Linked DNA regions of Mus musculus: region 1 is linked to region 2. The links are chromatin contacts, called in public Micro-C maps. All regions are on one chromosome and are shown on one strand. The core of a region is the stretch at or near the end of the contact, and the rest is flanking DNA. Distances in the headings are between cores, read along the strand shown.

Region 1 (5,541 bases), core at 246-2,745, 400 kb before region 2:
ATTATTTCTATCCATACTGTGAGCTTCTCTATTTTAGTAGACACCTCCTGGACATTTTGGAATTGGATCACATTACCTTCATAGCAGAGTCACCTTTATATTTTGTACCAGAGGCTCGAGGTCCCTCTATGAAGAAAGGTCGGTGGGGACTCTTAAATGGAAGTAAAACATGGGTCATAACAAGCAATAGACAGAGCTTTCCACTAAGTACCGACTATGTGGCAAGTTCTCTGTCAAGCCCTGTGTGAGCACTGGCATCCTCCATCAGTGGAACCCCCCACCCCACGCTGAAGAAGAAACACAGTTGCACAGCCACCTGCTTCCCAGAGCCGACTATAGGAGCAGAGAATATGGTGGGCTGGTTTGCACCACGATCTGTCTGGCTTCTCTGAGAAGCCAGGTTTTTTTTTTTGTAAAGTTGAATAGAATGGGACAGTTTGGTAGCTGTGTCACACAGGAATGCACCTGCTATCTCACAAGGCCACCTTTTCCTACGGTGGCTGCTCACCATAGAGAGGTTGCTTTTTCAGCTCTTTTGATGGTTCCAGCCTCCTGCAGTCATGAACTTAGATGACATCAAAAGAAGCTTGTTTTGGCTTCTGATTCTGAGGCTCATGAAGTCGCATTCTTTCTCTGGTGACTGAACCGGCTAACTGGACAAGGGTCCCTTCTCTCCTCGAAGTCTCAACACCTCCCTAGCAAACCGGGGGAAGCACCAGCAAGGCCCAGCCTATGCTTGCTTGTATCACCTGGGCTCCAGGGCTTTGATTGACAGGCAGTCCTGGCTTAACGCATACTCACTAAGGTGGGACCCCTGGCGGCTCCATCTCCAAAAGGGTCCCCCAAAGACAGGCCCCACATGGGGAGCTTTTGGCGGGCCTGATTGCATGACAAACACCACGCATATTGAAACACTCTGGCAGTTTCCCGGTGCTCCCAGTCAAAGGCCTGACCCCTTTTGACCTCAAACATCTTATTAAAGCCCCCAGAGTTCCAGCCTCCGCGAGGGAGAGAACCAGCAATCCCTGGACCCATTCTCTTCCCTAATTCATTCAAGTAAGCCGGGCAGAGTGGGGCCTGGGCCTTTGATGTTAAAGGCCCCTAATTGGAAGGAAGTGAAGTGTTAGCCTGTCAGCCTTTTAGTCTCTCATCAAATACTTTAAGAGGTATCCACACAGTGCGTTCTCACACTGGTGCGGAGCAAGCGCGGAGTGGACTGCTTTCTGTTAAAATGTTTAAATTTTGCATCTGTCTAACATAAAGTTCACCACACATGTCACTGTTCCTGGTGGGTTCTCTCCCTACCTTCCTCCTTTCCCTTCCCTGGGGTGCTGGAGGGGGCGGGGGGGGGCGGCTTGTCTCGAAGCCCACAGCTCACCCACAGGAGAGGAAGGTGGCGGCAGGAGCTAATTACCCACCCCAGACACAGGCCTGCAAGCTCCTGGTTGGGGCCTCTCTCGTGGAGCCCCTTTGATCTCCCTGTTTGGGATTGTGTCACTCCCCAGGAATGTGGCTCTCCCCCCACCCCAGCATCCCCCAGTGTAACCCTTTAGTCTCGCCTCTTCATTTCACAGCGAGCACCCCTGAAAGGGAAAGTGACTTGCTCAGGTTTTTGTTGTTGTTTGTTTGTTTGTTTGTTTGTTTTCAGGGAGCTGGTGGCGGAGTCAGGTCCATAAGTTAATACTTCTGACCCCAGAAAAGGGACAGTCTCTGCGTCCATCCCTTTGCTTCTCTTCAGTCAAAGGGGGTGGTGGTGTGAGCAGCTGCAATTTGAGAGAATTTACATATAATCCCTAGAGTCCTGAACAATAGACTGGATTAAGTCACCCCAGGGGGCAGAGGGCCCAGCCCGAGGGTGCAAAATAGACGCACTGCTTCTTGTCCTCATAGAGTGACTCCCCACTGGGAGAGAAGGCAGGCTTGCACTCTTGGTTTGACACCGCAGAGAAGGCAATAGAGACAGAAGTCTCACACAGAACCTGTGATCAACAGGTCACTCCGGTATGTATGTTGGGGGCGTGGCAGGAAGTATAGTCCCCCTCCACCCACAACAAGGGCTAGAAAGGGGAAGTGCCCCCATCCTTCCGGGCAAACCCCAGGGCGTGATGAGACGGTGGGTGGGAGAGGAAAGCAGAAATCTCCTTTCTAAGCGTCTGACACCTTGAGGCATTAGAATAGCAGAACTTTCCTGGGCTCTCCAGCATCAAGTTCCCCAGTGTTTCTGCCAGGGATGGAATGCAAACCCAGGGGCAAGCGCCCCCCTACCCCCTCCCCCCCCCCCCCCCGCCAATCCAGAACACTGGGCTCACGAGTCCTTTGGACTCACGTGAGAGATAGTGTCTAACTTTCTCAGGGTTGATGCAGAGACTAGAGACCAGTCTACCTCATAAGGCTCCTTGAGGTCTCTACAGGGGCCATTGTGTGGAGTAGCACCAATTAGCTATTAAACAGCCAGAGAAAAGCCCCTTCTTGATTTGATTTTCTGCAGTTGGACTCTGCGAAGCCAAAATCTGAAGCAACTCAACTTTGTTTAGCTCATTTCTGGCCCTAAGGTTCCTTCCTTTGATTTACAAATGCAAATGAATTGATGATTATTTTGAGCAAACTCTTTCACTTACTCCTTTACTCAAACCATACTCATTGATCCCTGCTTGAGGCTAGAATGGGAGACCTCACACCCAGTGGTTTTATATCACTACCTTCTGTAAAATGGTGATTGGCAGGAGCTAGTACCAGCTGTGTTCTGGCTTTGCTTGACTTATTTATTTATTTATTTATTTATTTATTTATTTTCAAGACAGGAGCTCACATAGTTCAGGCTGGCCTTGAACTTGCAGAAACCTCTCAAGTTCTGGGTTTATAGGCATGCAGTGTCGTGCCTAGCCAAACCATAATATCTGTTATTTTTCGTATGAGGATTAAAAAATGGTCAAAGGGGGCTGCGGTGCCCATCCTGGGCCTTTGCTCATTTGATTATGGTGGTAGATCATTCCTACCTGACACATTCTGACCTTGTGTAGTTCTTTACATTTTAGACACTGTTTCTTCCTTGCGTTCATGACTGGACTTCTCCATGGGGATAGAGGGTGTGCCTGACCAATAATTTTCCAGGCACAAGCACGGTGGTGAACTAGAATTGATGGAAAGGGAAGATCAGCCTTCACCAGCAAAGCTCCCAACTTGGCTATGTGGTAGAGGACACAGAGTTTGAGAACTGAGTTGAATTTGGCAACATTTGTCTCTGAGATCTGACAGCCTAAGGGAAGAGTTCAAGCAGGCAATGGTGGCCTGGGCAGCAGTAAGCAAGCGCCAGGCCTGCCCAGTAAACCCTTTTATCTGCTGGACAGTCACCTCTGGCCATCCCATGGTGTCTGCAGGCAGAATCCCACACAGTAAAGCTCCTGTGTGAGGAGTAGCTGTAACATTCCGGTTGGAGGAAACGCTGGCCAGGGAGCCAGAGAAGCTGCTGCCCGTACCCTCCACATGTGCTTGTGCTTCTCCGTCCCCTAAGTCCTCTGAGCATTTCTAAAATGAGGCAATTAGAATAGATTAGCCTGAAGATCTGTTCCAGAGTGAACGCTTCATGATATTACTCGGGCACCAGCACACATGGAATAGTTTAATTATCATTATTAAATATGATAGCCCCCAGGTTGCCAAGTATGTGAATAACAACAGAAAGGCAAGACCCCCTCTTTTTTTTTTTTTCCAGAGTCTATTTTTTAAAGCTTCCCCCATCATCTTCACCTCTTTAGGCTTCATCTGGATATTTCATGTCAGTGTAATCCAACTCTGTCAGATCTTTTGGATGATCCAGGGAAGTCTGCATCCTCACCTGTCCCAAGTGAGGATGTCAAGGCAAAGAAAAAAAGATCTGGCCTCCAATCTCGCAGCCACAACACACACTGTGGCCAGCTGGTCATCACACAGGCTATCTAGAATCCTGATGAAAATTCACTGTTGTCATGTGGAAGCAGTGCCTGCTGATTTCATTTTCTTCATTCATTTGAAAGTTACAAACAATACCAGGAGTTACTTCTCTTTAAGGTGGTATGTAGTGACCGTGCCACAGGTCGATGTTTTCATTACAGTTCTAATTGCATGGAAATACCTTAATCTCACCAAGCCAATTCACTTGTAGCTTCTAAGACTTTAATCGACTAAAATTTCTGTGTTAAGGCAAAACCAAACAAACTATACTAAAATGAGAAAGAGTCATTTCTAATCAGCCTGACCCCCACTCAAGGTACTTCTGCTAGAATCTTCTCTGACCCCTCTCTAATTGTCTAATTAATGCAGTATTAAATTGACACCAACCAAATGGGAGCTGCATTGTGTGCTAACAGTTTGGGCAAGCTGAGAAGAAGTGTAATTTCTGCACGGAAAGCCAGATGGGAGGAGGGGACAGGAAGAGCTGTGTGCATGCTAATTCGCAGTTTGACGGACTCTCTTTGTAAAAATAAACACTTCGGCAGAAAATCTAAGGAAAGCAAATGCCACCCGTTTCACATCACACAATGCCTACTTGGAGATAGTGCTCATTTCCAACTGTGTTTTGCAAGTGTCACATCGAGCTAAAGCAGAGAAATTCGCTTCTTTATACTATTGCTGCCATATTGGCTGCTGGCTGCAGAGACTTGAGCAGAGGTAGGAGGTACACCCAGCATTGTGTTGGGAGGATATGTTCTGAGTTCCTTGTCCTGGGACTGGTCAGAGGTTCAGAGTCCTGTGCAGGACTCTAGGTTACCACGCTTAGCAGATGTAGGCATGCCATTGGTCACAGTTTGGGATGGATCCAATTAGTCAGGCTATCCTCCTCAATCAGATCTTCAACATCTGGTCTGATGGAAAGGGAAGAGTTACAGGAGAGGCATAAGCAGAATCAAGGATAGTTAGTAGGGCCAATGACGAGCATAGAGGTCATCTCTAGAAGAGGCAGGACATGGGGACATGCCACCTGGATCATCCAATCTTGCTGACACAGTGATTGGGAATGAGGCCAAAGGACACCTCTAGCTACATGAAGAGCTGCCCTACAGCTGCAGAGACCTGCTTCGTGCCAGGGTTACACCTTTTCAGGAAGCTATACTAGGTGCCAGTGCTAAACAAGAGAAACATGGGAGGGAGCCCAGCATGGATGATCTGAGCGACAACACTGTCGCCAATGAGCCAATGCTGAGCAGTGAGCTTACATCACAGTTCATCTTCTCTTTCTGCCCCTGTTGTCTTTCTCCTTCTAAAGCACTGGTCTCTAATAAAAGACCTAGCTTTCCAATCCCATTTCTCAGTATCAGCTTCCAGAGTCCTCAATGGGAAACATTACAATTCTGTTTATTTAGCCCCTATCTATTTTCTTTAAGCATTAGCCATAAGATCCCATTTAAAAAAAAAGACTCTTTGCATAGAATGCATATACACTAGAAACTAATTTTGTCCTGCTTAGGACTTTAGGCACTAAGAGGTGGTTTGGAAGCACCCAGGAGGACATTTTGAGCCTGCACTTTGTATGGCTGGACCCCCAGAGTAGTGGAGAACAGAGAC
Region 2 (5,390 bases), core at 508-3,007:
CTAATTTACACATGCATTGCATCCTGAGGGTCACTCTTCCATGGCATTATCAGAAGGATGCTTTGACCAAGAAAGGGGATTGGCTTTTCCTTGGCTGACGTTGCTGGTAAGCAATGCTTCTCAGGCTTCTTCTGGTTCTGTGGCCACAGCCCTCGGTCAGGCATCTTCAAGCCGTCGTAGAACAGCAACCTGTAAGTTTGGCTTAGGCCCTCCCCTAAGCAGCTTCAAACCACCCATCTCTTTATCACCCATCTCTGTACCACCACCACAAGATTGGCTCTGCAATTCTCCTACTTAGAGCACCATGACAACTGTCCATCACTCAGGTAATGTGGGACCACCTTCCAGTACCACACAGGGATTCTCTGCTGGCCATTCAGCACCTCCCTGTCTCTGCGCCAGGTGTCCCTTCTCTTAACACCAAAGTCCCAGTTATATGGAAATTCTCCCCTTCCTGAGCTTCCGGCTTTTTCTAATGGCCAGATGCCTTTGTTCTCTACATCCTTGTTCTGTTCTGTTCTCAGCTCCTGTGTCACCCCCCTTAAGCTGCAAACTCTGGGACAAAAGGCCAATAGTGCTTATTTAACATATCAAAGCGACCCCACAGCCAGATTCTTCTCCCAGCATCCCTCAGTCCCTACCTGTTACAGGGTATCCTTGCATACTCTGCCCTACAGTCTGAATTTTCCAGGGGCTGGGCTGCCCTTCCCCCAGAGGCTCTTCTCTGAATAATCCAGCCATTTTGGTTCTTGCCCCTTTCATTCCTTAGGCCTCCTGGCTGCTGAACCATTTCCCCCTCACTATCCTTTTCCTTCCCCTCCCCCACTCCTCACAAGGCTCAGAGTCATTACCTCTGTGGACTTGCCCAGATGTGTCTACCTCTGGCTTTGCTCTCCCTTTTATCTACAATAACCTTTCTCCTCCACCATTCCAAGGAGGGGGTCAAATTCTTTCCTTTTATTTCTTTTTCCTCCACTCATGCAGCTACAGGAGCCTGACCAATCTGAGCCCCCAGCAGAATTAGAGTATACTGCCCTCCTCTTGGTGGGCCATTTGTCCTCCCTCTATCATCTGACCGTACCTATGAGTCACCTCTGTCTGCCTGTTAATCGGGTGGTAACCGGAAATGGGACCACTCTGTCTCCTGAAGGCCTGGCCAGATGAAGAATTCATTGCAATTTGATGAATCTGTGAGAGACAGACCCAGGTTCTGAAGAGATGGCCTCCCGACTTTGTCTCTCTAGCCCTGTCTGCCTTCAGCTCCTGTAGAAACAGCTGCAGGGCTCACAGGCCAAACCCCATGGGTCAGAGAAACAACTGTCTTGTGAGTGTGTGTTTCCCCTCAAAACAAAGATTGCAACATCCTCCTGGCCTGGAGTTCACAGCTGTGGGAGGAGGTTGCACTGGGTAGTGCAGGGTCAAGGAGGCAGAGGTGGGGGTGTGGGGGACCGTTAGGTCTGAATAAGTACCGAGGTAGAGCTTAGCCCCACCCCCACCAAGCCGGGTGGTGCAAACACTGTGAAGAGCCCGGTTTTCCTTAGCTTCCTCCCCACGTTTTACTTTTCTCTGATATTTGATTATGTGTGAATTCCTTCTCATCCCCTGGGAGCTAGCACCCTACCGCCTTTGCAAAATATCTGAGTTACATTTTTGCAGATCGTCAAGCTTCAAGGGCATTCAAACGACCTTCTAGAGGACTGCAGTGTCTTGGTAAGTGATGCCCCCTGGTGGCCAAATGGAGTAGTTGCAATTCGCAGGGACCATGAAGTAAGAACCCTGGCTTTGTAATGGCCATGAGGCTCTGTTCAGCAGATGTCCCACTGTCCCTGAAGGATTGGCTGAAGGGCAACAGGGTTGTGTGTGTGTGTGTGTGTGTGTGTGTGGTATCAGGCCTTTAAGGATGCTGAAAGTTTACCTTCTATAATCTGAGTGCTAAAGAGTTGTTTAGAGACCCACCCACTTATTTCTCAGATGAAGCCAATTCCAGGGAGGGGAGAGGGAATTTCTCAGTCTGTATGACAAGTTGAAGAGGCAGAACAGGCATGTTGGTTACTGATTTGAAATTCTTTCCTTCTAGCATCTTGGGACACCTGCCATGAAGTCCTTCCTATGTTTGCTTTCTTTCAGAGGAAGAGAAGACCAGCATCTTCCCTCTAAATCTCCCTCGGTTGGGCTCCATCTCAGTCCTACTTGCTACAGGAAGTCTTCTACAAATAATCAGAGGACACATCCAAAGCTCTCCTGGAGCTGGTCCAAAAGTTAGACGGTAGAATTTGAACTGTGAACACATTGCATAGAAACAACCTCACAGGGCTTGACAGTCTAATGAAAAGTAATAGTCAGAGAGACAGAGAGGCACAGGTCGAAGGACAATTGAGGCACTATTGTGTATTTTGAAGAAAATAAGTAGGGCAATTTGGTAGAGGACAAGTTTAAGTGAGGCCCATGAGCATGGTCAAGGAGGATTGCACTAAAGCAGGGAGAACATTCAGGGAAGGTAGAGGAGAGGTGTGTAGAGGCTGTAGGTCTGGGGTGAGATTGGCAGGTCCCATCGTGGAGAAGACTCAAGAGGTGATAGACTAGTGGCCAGGAAGAGCACACCAGGGCAAGAGCAAGGAAGCCAGGCCAGAGGCACAATCTGATTTATAACTCACGTGAATCCCAGGCTATGGCACTGCCAGTCTCCACTTTCACACCAGCTCGTCTCCTCCAGAAAGTCCTTCACCACCCTACCAAGTTGGAGTCACTTCTCTGAGCCCTGGTGTTAACATCTCTGTGTCTCTATCATTGGGGCTATCCATGACACACCAGCTGTGGCTATGTCTTTTGACTACCCAGCATAGTAAGCTCCACATTCAGAGAGACAGAGACAATGGACCCAAATCTAGAACATTCTGCCAGAGGCAATGTGTCCCTATGCCACCGCTTCTTGGTGTGTAAGGTGAGACTAGAAATGCACATTGCATAGCTTTTTAAATAATTAAGTAATAAGTATAAAACGTTGTCACAACAATGGCAGGCACTATGTCACCTCTCGTTAAGGAGGAGATGTCCTTTCTGGGTATGTTCCCAGGCTAGCTCCAATGAGATCCATCCTAGCGTCTATGGTGGCAGTTGCATGCTTTGGTAGTTGCATAGGGAGACTTTGGAGGGAACACATTTAGTCAGACTGAAGAAGAAAACTGAAGGTGGCATAGGTTGATGGAATTCTGAATTATTGAATAAAGTTAATTTATTTAATTATTCCCTTTGGCAATATACACTAGACAAAACAGCTTGGGTTTTTTGTTTGTTTGCTTGCTTGCTTTTTTGAGATAGGGCTTCTCTGTGTAGCCTTGACTATTCTGGAATTCTCTGTAGATCAGGTTAGCTTCAAACTCACAGCGATCCACCTGCCTCTGCCTTCCAAGTGCTGGCCTTAAAGGTGTGCAGCACCACAGCCAGGCTGACATACTGTTCTCGTGCAGCTGTTCTTGGGCATGGGTTGTCTATTTACAAAAGGCACCAGACCAGAGGTTCTTCCTCCCTTAATCCTCAGTGAGGATGGTCTTTGTTTCATTGGCAGCCTTCTTCAAACACACGTGGCTCACATGGGAAGGACGAAGCTGGACATTCTGGTCTCATTCTGTACTTGCCCCATCTTCCTTCAATGTTCTCCATTCACTTACAATGATTCACTAATTGTATCATTGTAATACTTGATGTTATATTTATTAACTTATTCTTTTCTCCATCGTATCTAGTTTACGTCGCCCTACTGCTCTTGGAAAGAGGGCCTGCGCTGGAGTGTGGCCAACCTACCAGGCGCCACATCATTAAAGAAAATCGAGTCTCCCTCTTTCCTCAGCTACCAATATCTCCTCTGCCAGGGGTGGGATTCCATGCAGATATCCTGTCCTCCATACTGAGATTCCATTTAGACTGAGCTTAGGCAGGTCTCTTGCATGCTGTCACAATTGCTGTGAGTTTGAGATGTCTACTGTACCCTGCTGTGTCTGGGAAACACATTCTTCGATGTCATCCTCCATCCTTCTTACCGGCTTCTATGAATAACTCTATGATCTTGGAATACGCCTTTAACTAACCTTTGTTTGGTACCCACGGCATGTCAAATTTGAACTAGGTATGTTATGCATATATTAGCAAAATTTCAAAATGAGAGTTATTATTGTAAGTGAATTCATAGGAAGTGTAGAGAGAGTTTAACTAAAGCCCTAAGGGGTCCATACCTTACTGTTATTCTTTGTTTCTTAAATATTCCTAAAGGAAAATTTATGGGTTAAAGGCCTGGTCCTCAGCTGAGTGCTCATATACGGCCACAAAAACTTTAGATGTGTAGTCATTAGCTCACTGGAAGCTTCCCCTCAAAGGGAATCATAAGACTGATGTCTTTTCCTTTCTCGTTCCTTTTTTTTATCTTAAACTTCCCATCCCTGAGAGAAGCAGTCTCCTCTAAGATCCTCCCCGACTCCAACCGTAGTGTGCTATCCTATCTGTTACATACCCAAAAGCATTGGGCAAACTGACAATTGACTACCTGCTAATGCTAGGTGCTAACACAACCTTTTTACTTTATAAGTTGATTCATCACAGATATTTATAACAGTGCCAGAAAGCTGTCTTACACGCTCTGCAAAAGCTACGCTGCTAAAGAGGCTCTAGATCCAGGCTTCCAAACTTACAAATTTGCTCCTGATTCTTTGTCAGTTTTAGGTATAACCAGTAGAGACTCTTGCTCAATATGCAATGACAGAAGGGAGTCATTGTTGTAACCCACTGGTTCCAGTGTATGGCACTCTTCTCCTAGACATCCCCCTCATGCCCACAATGAGCTGTGTCCCTGTTGTGTACACAGCAATTTCTTTCTGGTAAATTACTTCCCGTGGGTGTCATCATCTGAATTGCCCAGGGTTAAGCCAAGAGAAGACAGCACAGATTTGATGCTTGTGTGAATGTGCCAGGAGCTGAGGCAGACGGGTCTAGGTTCCTGTAAATGGGGCATGGGAGAATAGATAGTGAGGGATGACCTCATCCTAGAGCAGTGAGGCAGGTGGAGAAACCAGTGCTTGTAGGGGCATATGGGGATATGCCATACATTTAGCAAGAAGATTGAAGAGGCTTACAAGCATCATGTCTAACCTTCCAGATAGCAGTGTCTGCCTCACCCATACATTCCATTTCCCCTGTGAGTGCCTCTCACTGACAAACTGAAGTGCTCAGAGATCCGAGGTTCATGGTAACCTGGCTTGGAAAAAAAAAGAAGATTGAGTGGAATTGATGAGAAATTTCCAATGACTTTTCTACAAACATTTAGGAAATGCTACTGTCATCTTACAGGGAGAGACAGTCACTAACAGATTGTCTAAGTAGCAAGACTTGGATCTTTCTAG

The links. A called contact is a pair of places that touch in the nucleus more often than the background predicts.
Region 1: a contact with region 2 is called in a Micro-C map of embryonic stem cells, with 2.5 times the contacts expected there. The contact joins two enhancer-like sites. A contact is called at or near these places in 2 of 484 Hi-C or Micro-C datasets (embryonic stem cells and pre-B cells).

Annotation. Positions count from the first base shown.
Region 1 is chr12:12,577,360-12,582,900 of GRCm38.p6, reverse strand. No RefSeq gene overlaps it. Among named protein-coding and RNA genes, the nearest start is that of Gm34637, 90 kb to the left of the region's middle. Within about 2 kb of position 1,495, at least 118 of the 459 cell types and tissues checked have an H3K27ac peak or open chromatin away from gene starts, as enhancers often do. A contact at or near this core is called in embryonic stem cells and pre-B cells, where this site is marked.
Region 2 is chr12:12,172,773-12,178,162 of GRCm38.p6, reverse strand. No RefSeq gene overlaps it. Among named protein-coding and RNA genes, the nearest start is that of Gm34348, 28 kb to the right of the region's middle. Within about 2 kb of position 1,757, at least 165 of the 459 cell types and tissues checked have an H3K27ac peak or open chromatin away from gene starts, as enhancers often do. A contact at or near this core is called in embryonic stem cells and pre-B cells, where this site is marked.